Regions from separate parts of the Sus scrofa genome. Here region 2 is linked to region 1. The links are chromatin contacts, called in public Hi-C maps. All regions are on one chromosome and are shown on one strand. Each heading gives the region's core, a stretch centred on a gene start, on an enhancer-like site or on the middle of the called end of the contact. The rest is flanking DNA. Distances are from core to core; before and after follow the strand shown.

What was found. Hi-C and Micro-C count contacts between places; a contact is called where the count stands out from the background.
Region 2: a Hi-C map of adipocytes shows a contact between it and region 1, with 2.9 times the contacts expected there. The contact joins two enhancer-like sites. A contact is called at or near these places in 2 of 47 Hi-C or Micro-C datasets (adipocytes and embryonic fibroblasts).

The regions. Positions count from the first base shown.
Region 1 is chr6:156,826,355-156,831,055 of Sscrofa11.1, reverse strand. The region is part of intron 1 of LOC102158888 (a long non-coding RNA gene); the gene reads left to right. Among named protein-coding and RNA genes, the nearest start is that of USP24, 390 kb to the left of the region's middle. Within about 2 kb of position 1,550, at least 7 of the 83 cell types and tissues checked have an H3K27ac peak or open chromatin away from gene starts, as enhancers often do.
Region 2 is chr6:157,159,338-157,164,217 of Sscrofa11.1, reverse strand. No RefSeq gene overlaps it. Among named protein-coding and RNA genes, the nearest start is that of USP24, 59 kb to the left of the region's middle. Within about 2 kb of position 2,122, at least 10 of the 83 cell types and tissues checked have an H3K27ac peak or open chromatin away from gene starts, as enhancers often do.

The DNA.
Region 1 (4,701 bases), core at 301-2,800:
CTACCTCCTTCCAAGTTGCTTCAGATCTCCTGGTCTCTGACCTTGATGAAGTTCTCCTTGCACAACTTGCCTCACTCAACTGATTTCATTCTGGACCCCACTTGCTTGGTGCTGATCCCATGGCCTCGAGACACTAATTCTGGTCATCCAGCTGATTACCCTGCCTCTTGTCTCCAGCAAACATCGTTTGCTGCCAGTGCACCCCAATTCCAGCCCACTCTTTCCTCATGCTTTCTTCTTTCCCTCTTCCCAATAGACTTGTGCAAGTCCTGTAACTGAAAACCAGAGACAAATGACTTCATATCAACACAGATAATGTTATAACAGTCCATAACCAGTTCTCTAAGCATTTAACCTTTTCTGAACCTCCTGCTGAAGGAGGGGTCTTGGCTGGCCATGTTGATGCTACACACTCACCTCCCTGTCCAGCACCATTTAGGTTACTGGTGGGCACCTGATTCAAGGGCAGTTGTGTGTAGGAGAAGAGCTGGGACAACTAGAGTGTCCCTTGAGAGAGATTCAAAGCATGCAGTTCAGCAGTGGTGAGTGATTGCATTTTAGGTTGATTACATGTGGTAGCCAAGCAGAGAAATCTGGAGGCAGAGAAGATTGGGAGATGCTAACAGGTTCACATAGAGGCCCCATAGTTGTACTGATGCCTGTTTATGTTCTATGAGGTCCCTCCACGTTTTATTTCCATGCCATATCTATTTATTTCTTTTACTGCCACCCTAGTTTTTGTTTTATTTTGATTTTGTTTGTTCAGGTATGATCTATCAGGGAGTTCCCTGGTGGCCTAGTGGTTAGGATACAGCACTTTCACTGCTGCGGTCCAGGTTCAGTCTCTGGTCTGGGTGGGAACTGAGATCCCACATCAAGATGCTGCATGCCATGGTCAAAAAAAAAAAAAAGTTAATAACCTATTGTTTTTGCAACCAAAGAGCCCTACCTGGGAATGAGGATGTGAAGTGGGGTGAAAAAGCTATTAGTCAGAGGGGTTAGAGCATCGGAACTGAAATTTGCTGAAAATTTGAGATGAACAGGGTGAATCTGGGAAGGAAGAGTTTGGCAGAGGGCAGATGCCAAGATTAAGTGCAGAGGAAGGCTGTGGTGATCTTTTGGGACCAGGAGAGACACCATCACGAGCATTCTGATTAGAGAGGAAGGACTGGGATGCGACTTCCACGCTGGAACTTGAACCATTTTTGGGGCCCCTCTTCTTGACAATCACCACAGGCTGGCATGGCGTGGGTAAGCTCTTCACTAGTGTTGGTGTTTAATGTGCCAGGCACTGGAACAAGAGTTTGACATGCAGAAATCTGTTAATTCTCACCATATTTTGAAGTATGTCTTATTAAATTTCCATTTTACAGATGATGAAACTGAAATTTAGGAAGGCTAAGCTACCTGTTCCAAATCACACAGTGAAAGTGGTGGAACCAGGATCTGAAAGGAGGTCTGGATGTGCCGAAACACATGCTCTTTAGCCTGACTCTGTGCCTCCTTCACCCATGGGTCACAGCGTACTTTGATTTAAGCCTATGTGCTGACTCTCCTGCTTTCAAGCGGCTGCTGTGAAAAGGCACATAGTTTCCCATGCCCTGTTCCTCTTTCTATAGCCAGGTCCTGTTGGATCTGGGAGGTGCTGTTCTCTACAAATGCTGCCAAGAGGCATTACCAAAATGTGAAATGATTTTCTTTTGGAGGAAAAATACATGAGTAATAAGAACTGGATTCCAAAAGCAACAAGCATTGGACTATTTTTTGTTCTTGAAGAAATGTTAAACTTGAAAGGGCAAAGCTCTTAAATAGCCTTTTGAAGTTCAGACTATTTTTTAGCCTTTCAAACTTATAAAGGATGAGACTAGCATTTAAATATGTGGGATGTATAGAGTCCTGTCACCCTGGGAAGAAGGAATGATACACAGTGTAGTACAAGGGAAGCCAAGATGCATTTTCTTAGTTATTCTGACTGCCTGGGTACCTTCAAACTTCTCAAGGGAGGCAGGAAATTTTCCTCCAAGTTTCATTTATTTCACTGTAATTTCAAAAGCTGTGGTTATCCCTGAGGTAGCCTGGGTCCATTGGAGCTACTTGCTTGCAGAGGGAACTGGGCCAAGATTCTTCTTTTTTCCTGGGCCTCAGCTGCACTTCTGCCAAATGAAGACAATTGTACCCATACCACAGGTCCACTTAGGATGGGAAATGGTGAGACATGGAAAGGCTCTTTACAGTGGAAAGGGCTCTTTAAGTGTAGGGGGTTATTATCACACATTCTTCTTGGCCATGTTTTCTATTACGGATGTGGTTTTGGCCTGCAGAAATGGCAGCAAAGGACATTCATCCATTCAAGAATTACCCTTTGTCATCTACTATGTATTGCTCATCATTTTATCTGAAGAGCCTAACGGTGACTTAGAACATGCAAGCCTTCCTTCCTGGGGTGTAGTCTGGCTAGAACACAATTCAGTTTTTGAGAAAGATCCTGACATAGAGGAATACTTGGAAGTGTTTTCTCATCCACATCTGAGGAGGGAAAAAATAATGCTTTTTAATCTGGTGCTTCATATGTTGAAGCTTTAACCCTCCAGTACCTCAGAAAGTGACTGTATTTAAAGATAGTTGTTTTTTTTTTTGTTTTGTTTTTTTTTGTTTTTTTTTTTACAGGCATTGAAGGTAAAATTAGGTCACATGAGTGGGCACTCGTCCAATATGACTGGTGTCCTTCTAAGAGGAGGAGATTAGGATACAGGCCTGCACAAGCATGGACAAAAGACCAAGCAGAGCCAGAGAATGGAGATGGCTGCCTTGCAACCCCAGGAGAGAGGCCTAAGGATATGCCCTCTTGGCAACACCTTGATCTTAAACTTCTAGCCTCTGGAACTATAAGAAAATTCTTTTCTATTGTTTAAGCCACCCAGTAGGTGGTACTTTGTTATGGCAGCCCAAGCAGACTAATGTAGGCATTAAGAATACAGGTAATGAATATTTACTGAATGAATGAAAATGAGACTTTGCTGAGCCCTGATCCGTGGGTAGCAGTTAGCCAGGATAAGGGTGTGTGTGAGGGGGTGGAGGGATGGCTAGAGTATTCCAGGCCAAGGGGACAGGGAGAAAGCGTGGAGGCTTGCAAGCACAACCACGGCATAGAGAACATGGCTGGTGGAGGAGGTGTAGGTGAAGGGGCAGTCAGGGACCTGTCAAGCTAGGCCACGTAAGCCAGGCTCAGGAGTAATTAGAATCCCTCCAGGGGCCCACGATGCCCCCCAGAGAAGATACAGTTACGCATTTATGCATATGTTTTTATGTAACGTGTGATTCAGTGAGGACTATTATGCTAACTACCCCAGGTTTGGGATATGTATTATTTCATTCAAGTTTTACAACAAACTTATGGGGGGTTCTATTATTATCCCATTTTATGGATGAGGAAATAGAGGCTCAGAGATTAATTTCCCTAGGGACCAATAACTAGGAGGTAACAGAGCAGGATTCAGGCTCACTTAGTTCAGGGTACAAGGTCTCAGCACTTTGGTTACAACTCTCCAGGATCTACATGGTTCTGGCCAGAGTGCCTCTCCCCAGGGGACATGGGTTCTCAGAGTTTAAGTTAGGAAGTTGTCAAGAATGAAGGCCTGTTGCTGAATGGGATATGCCTCTTTGTTGTTGGGGCGGGGGCCGGGGGCGCCACGTGTGCTTGTGTGCCCCTGTGGCTGGAATGCATTGGAAGAGCCTTCATGGACAGCAGGATTGGAACTGAATCTTCCTGCTGGGGGGACATGGGTGCCACCAGGGGAGAAGGGAAGGTGCCCTGTCTCCCGGCAAAATCAACTTCAACTTCACTGGAGAGTCCGCTGTAACCTGGGGCAAGAAATCATTGCCAGGTTGTCAGTGGGAACACTTTTCCTTGCCCTTCACCTTTCCACGTGGAGGCCCCCAGCACCTGGCCTCTCTCCTCGACTCCTTCCTTCTCATGAGGAAAGGAGTGGCCCTCTGATGAGGCTGTCTGCCTGCCACCAAGGAGAGCATGTCCTGGTCTGCTCTGAGCCATGCCTCGGCAGCCGGTCCTGCTGGGAGCCAGCAGTTGCCATCAACCCCATACCAGGTGGGTGAGTTTAATTTTAGGCTGAAATGGTGTGGTCTAGCCCTTTGACCATATCTCCAACCATATGCTCCATTTATCAGCATAAAGGCTAATGTTTTTCTGTATATCTGCCTGTCTCCCATGTTTATCTTAGTTGGTCTGAATTACGAGAAAAGAGGTACAGTATTTGCTAATCTCCTGAAGTCCTAATGCACTGAGTTAATAAAAAGAGGTGCTTATGTGGGTGCAGGATGCTCAAATAATGGAGGGAAGAGATGCTGCAGGGAATTTTACACCTGTGCTTTTCTGACCGCCTGTATATAGTTTCCAAAAGTTTTTCTCCATCCACTGAAAGAGTAGGGATTTTGAGAGAGTTTCAGCCTGTAAGCTACCTGCAGAATTACTTTTAGGTTGTTAACCTATTAAATATTTTTGATTAAGAATGCTGATAAGAGTTGGATGGCATGCTGTTTTGTAAAACAAGTTTGTATATGAGCACTGTGAAAAGCAGGTGACAGAAGGGAGGGTGTATCTATCATCTATTGCCACCATAAGGGTGTTTAACCAACAACCACAAAACTTCAGTGCTTTTGAAGCAGCTCTGCCCATCTTGTCAG
Region 2 (4,880 bases), core at 873-3,372, 330 kb before region 1:
TAACAACCTTACCTTGGGTTAGATACCAAACTTCTCTCAGTCTCTGTTTCTTTCGTCTTTATAATAGGGATTAAAAATCCCTGCCTGACAGGATGGGCCATCTGAGATACATCAGAGACAATCAAGCAGTTAGCGAAAGGCAGGAAGGCAGGTGTCAGGGCTTTACTAGTGGGAGTGTTTTTTTTTTTTTTTTTCCCCTGCACCCACAGTATATGGAAGTTCCTGGCCAGGGGTGGAACCCTGGAACTCCGCGTCTCAGCAGCAACCCCAGCCACTGCAGAAATAACACCGGGTCCGTCCTTAACCCCCTGCATCACAGCAGGAACTTCTAGTGGGAGTGATTTTAATCTCTGGATGTGAGTTCTTACAATGTCACATCCGGCATCTGGCCCACAAAGGGACTTTGAGGTCATGCTGCCACCGCAGACACCCAGGTGGCAGCAGGCGGAGAGGACAAGAATAGCCAGGCGCTGGGACTGAAGGAGCCTGCGAGGGCAAAGAGCTGTGGCTGAGGTGGGGCCCAGCAAGCTGGTGCCTGCTGAAAGCCGCATGCACGGAGCTAGGCTGGAAGATTTGGACCCTCTCAGCTCTGCAGTGCTTATCCAATGAGCTCAGTCCTCCTGGGCCTCAGTTTCCTTAAATGAAAAATGCAGGGGAGGTTGGCATGGCAAATTTAATCCTCGTCTTAAATGGAGAACTAGATGGAGAAGAATTCAGAAGCTTTGTACAGTAGAAGAGAGAAAAGAGCCTTCAAATCAATCAGGGGTACCTGCTTTGTGAGACAGGGGAGTTGCAGCATGTGGGCCGTGGAATTGCTAGCCTCAGAACTTGCTAGGAAGCCCTGACCCTCGTGGTGTGCTTATTTTGTATGAGGCACCATACTAAGTGCCTCATGTGAATTTTATCATTTAACTCTCCAACAACCCCATAAGGCAGGGACTATTATTATCTTCATTTTATAGATGAAGAATCTGGCACAGAGAGGTTAGGTGATTTGTCCTAAGCCACACAGTTGTTAGTTGTGACCAGTGTCTCTTCCAGCTCTCGTAGTCTATCAACACTGAAAGCACTTTTTTTTTTTTTTTTTTGCTATTTCTTGGGCCGCTCCTATGGCATATGGAGGTTCCCAGGCTAGGGGTCCAATCGGAGCCGTAGCCACCGGCCTCCGCCAGAGCCACAGCAATGCGGGATCCAAGCCGCGTCTGCAACCTACACCACAGCTCACGGCAACGCCGGATCGTTAACCCACTGAGCAAGGGCAGGGACCGAACCCACAACCTCATGGTTCCTAGTCGGATTCGTTAACCACTGCGCCACCACGGGAACTCCAAGACTGAAAGCACTTTGAGCAGAGGAGCCTTATATTTCTTTTGAAAGCTCTAGGGCCTGGTAGGCTTTCAGACCATGCTTATTGCTTTGCTGAACTCAGTGGGTCCAGCTGCCCACAGTCACTTGGGGTCTCTAAAAAGCTTCTCACACCTGGATCCAGCCTCGGATCACTTACATCTGAATCTCTGGGGCTGGGGTCTGGCCACTTGGGCCTCTTGATTCTGGCTAAATACTCTGATTCTTCACCAAATAGTAGCCCTTTTTCCCTCTTCCTGCTTCTTGGCACTGGGAGGTGCTATTGGATAGTCTATGAAGTAATAGTCGCCTCAACCCAAGAAAGGCATTTCTTTTTGTTTTGAAATTTGTATATCTCCTCTTGAACTTGGAGAACTTGGGAGATGGACCTGAACTGGCCTTATCTGTGGCTCTTTTGAATGCTAACCATTGATGGTTAAGCAAGCAGATGTATGAAGTTTCTGGTGAGTCTGAAACTTTGTTTTGCTTTTAGCCTTTCTGCAGAAGCAGGAAGAGAAGGTTTGCCAGGCATCATGTGAGGTTGGGCGGTCTGAATAATAGGTCCCCAAAGGTGTCCACGTCCTCATTCCCAGAACCTATGACTGTGTTATGTTACCTGGCAGAAGGGACCTTGCAGATGTGATTGTTAATGATCTCAAGGTGCGGAGATGATTCTGGGCTCTCCCGGGGGCGGGAGGCGGGGATGCAGTGTACTCACATGAGTCTGCAAAAGCTGGAAGGGGATGCAGAAGGGCATGTGAGGATGGAAGTAGAGCCAGAGTCAGAGAGGGTTTGAAGATGCTTTGTTACTGGCACTGAAGCTAGAGGAGGAGGCCACAAGTCATGGGATAAAGGGAGCCTGTAGAAGCTGGAAACAGGTTTTCCACTAGAGTTTCCAAAAAGAACACAAACCTGCTGACATTTTGATTTTTAGCCTAGTAAAATCCATTTTGGGTTTCTGACTTCTAGAACTGTAAGATAATAAAATTGTGTTAACTACTATATTTATGGTAATTTGTAATAGCAGCAATATGAAACTCATACATGAGGAATACCTGAAATACTCCCAAAGATAGACATTACTGTTTGGCTACCTAATGGCCATTTCTTTTCTTTTTTTCCCCCCTCATTTATTTATATTTATGGCCATTTCTAACCACTTCCTCCCTTGCTTTATTCCCAGATACTCAGATTTTCAGACTATCATGTGACCCCATGTGTCAAAAGGAAAAGTCAGCAGGGGCAAGAGTCCTGATAAAAGAATGTAGGTACTCAATGAGAGCTCTCTTTCACTGTCTTAGCCACGCCTGGGTTTCTTTCTTTTTTTTTTTTAATTATTTTTTTTGGTCTTTTTGCTATTTCTTGGGCCGCTCCTGCGGCATATGGAGGTTCCCAGGCTAGGGGTCGAATCGGAGCTGTAGCCTATGCCAGAGCCACAGCAACGCTGGATCCGAGCCGCGTCTGCAACCTACACCACAGTTCACGGCAACGCCGGATTGTTAACCCACTGAGCAAGGGCAGGGACCGAACCCGCAACCTCATGGTTCCTAGTCGGATTCGTTAACCACTGCGCCACGACGGGAACTCCCACGCCAGGGTTTCTTACTTTGGAAACTTACTAGGTCTAGAGCTGCAGCAGCCATCTTGGGACCATGAGGTGAAAGTCCCCATCCATCCGTAGGACTAGAAATCATTGTTAGGTCAGCCCAATGCATTCTAACTGTTATAGTTCATCTTCTAAGATGTGACCCTAATTGCTCTTTCAGGAGCTGCACAATTTCCTCCAGAGAATCACATAAAATCAATAAATATTTATTGACTACCCAGGGCTCCAGGTTGAGCATTGGGACGAAGACATGGATTAAGCAGTCCTGTTCTGGAGGAGTTCACAATGTGTTAATAAGATCTTTGGTTACGAATGTGCCAGAAACCCGACTTTACAGGGGTGATGTAAGAATCAAAGGAGACGAGAAATAAATCTAAGGTAATTAGCATAGGGCTTAATAAATGGTGGTGTACTACAGTTATTAGAGGACTTCCAGTTTAGAAAGCTCTTTTATATGTTTTTCATTTTAACTTTCATCTTCACAAAGATCTTGAAAATAAGTAGAATAAAACTGTTACTTTCCATTTACAGATGAGGAAACAGGGTCTCAGATTTCATGAAACTTTCTCAATGGCACCAAAAACTCATGGCCAGGTGCTAACTGGTCCCAGGTTTCCTAATTTCTGCTTTGGTGCTTTTTTCCCTCATGGATTGTACAATGTCGAAACTGGTCAATCTAGCTCAGGGATGGTAAATAGATTTTATTTACTTCACATGCCAGCTGTAGTCTACTTCTGCCAGTTGCCTGAAGTAATGTATTGTGTCCTGCTTATAAGGAAAGGGTGCTATGATTGATTAGTAATGTCTGCATGGGCTTTGGGTGGGTGAGTGAGGGTGGCATGTACTTGTTATATCTCATCTAGTCCAACTCTTACATTTAACCAAAAAAGAAATGAGATAAGCAATGAGATCCTGCTATATAGCACAGGGAACTCTCTATAGTCACTTATGATGGAAAATGATGGAGGATACTGTGAGAAAAAGAATGTACATATATGTGTGGCTGGGTCACTTTTCTGTACAGTAGGAATTGACAGAACACTGTAAACCAACTATAATGGAAAAAATAAAAATAATTTTTAAAAAAAAGAGAAGGAAATTGACTTACTCTAAGTTACACAATGAACTAGAGACAAAGCTCGGACTAATGACTTTTCTCATTTCAATCCAGCTCCTAAGGCCACCAATTGGACTTAACTATTAAAACATCTTTTTTTTTTTTTTCTCTAGAGAACCCTCTTTTACTGTTAGTAGGGATGTAATCTGGTGCAGCCACTGTGGAAAATAGTATGAAAATTTCTCAAAAATATAAAAATAGAACTACCACATGAGTCAGCAATTTTATTCCAGGGTATACATCCAAAAAAACCCAAAATACTAATTGGAAAATATATATGCACTCCAATGTTCATAGCAACATTATCTGTAATAGCCAGGATATGGAAACAATCTAAAGTGTCCATCAACAGATGAATGGATAAAGAAGATGTGAGACACACATACACCCTGGAATACTACTCAGCCATAAAAAAGGATGAAATTTTGCCATTTGCAACAACAAGGATAGACTTGTAGGATATTATTCTTAGTGAAAAAAGTCAGAGAAAGTAACACTGTATGATATCACTTAAAAGTGTAATCTAAAAAATAAACCAGTGAATATAACAAAATGGAAACAGACTCACAGATATAGAGATCAAACTAATGGTTACCAGTGGGGAAAGGAAAGAGGGGAGAGGCAATATAAGGGTAGGGGATTAAGAGGTACAAACTACTGTGTGTAGAGTTGATAGGCTACAAGGATGTATTGTATAGCACAGAATAGAGTCAATATTCTATAATATTATAAATGGAGTATAACCTTTAACAATTGTGAACCACTATGTTCTATACCTGAAGCTTAGACAATGTTATACATCAACTCTACCTC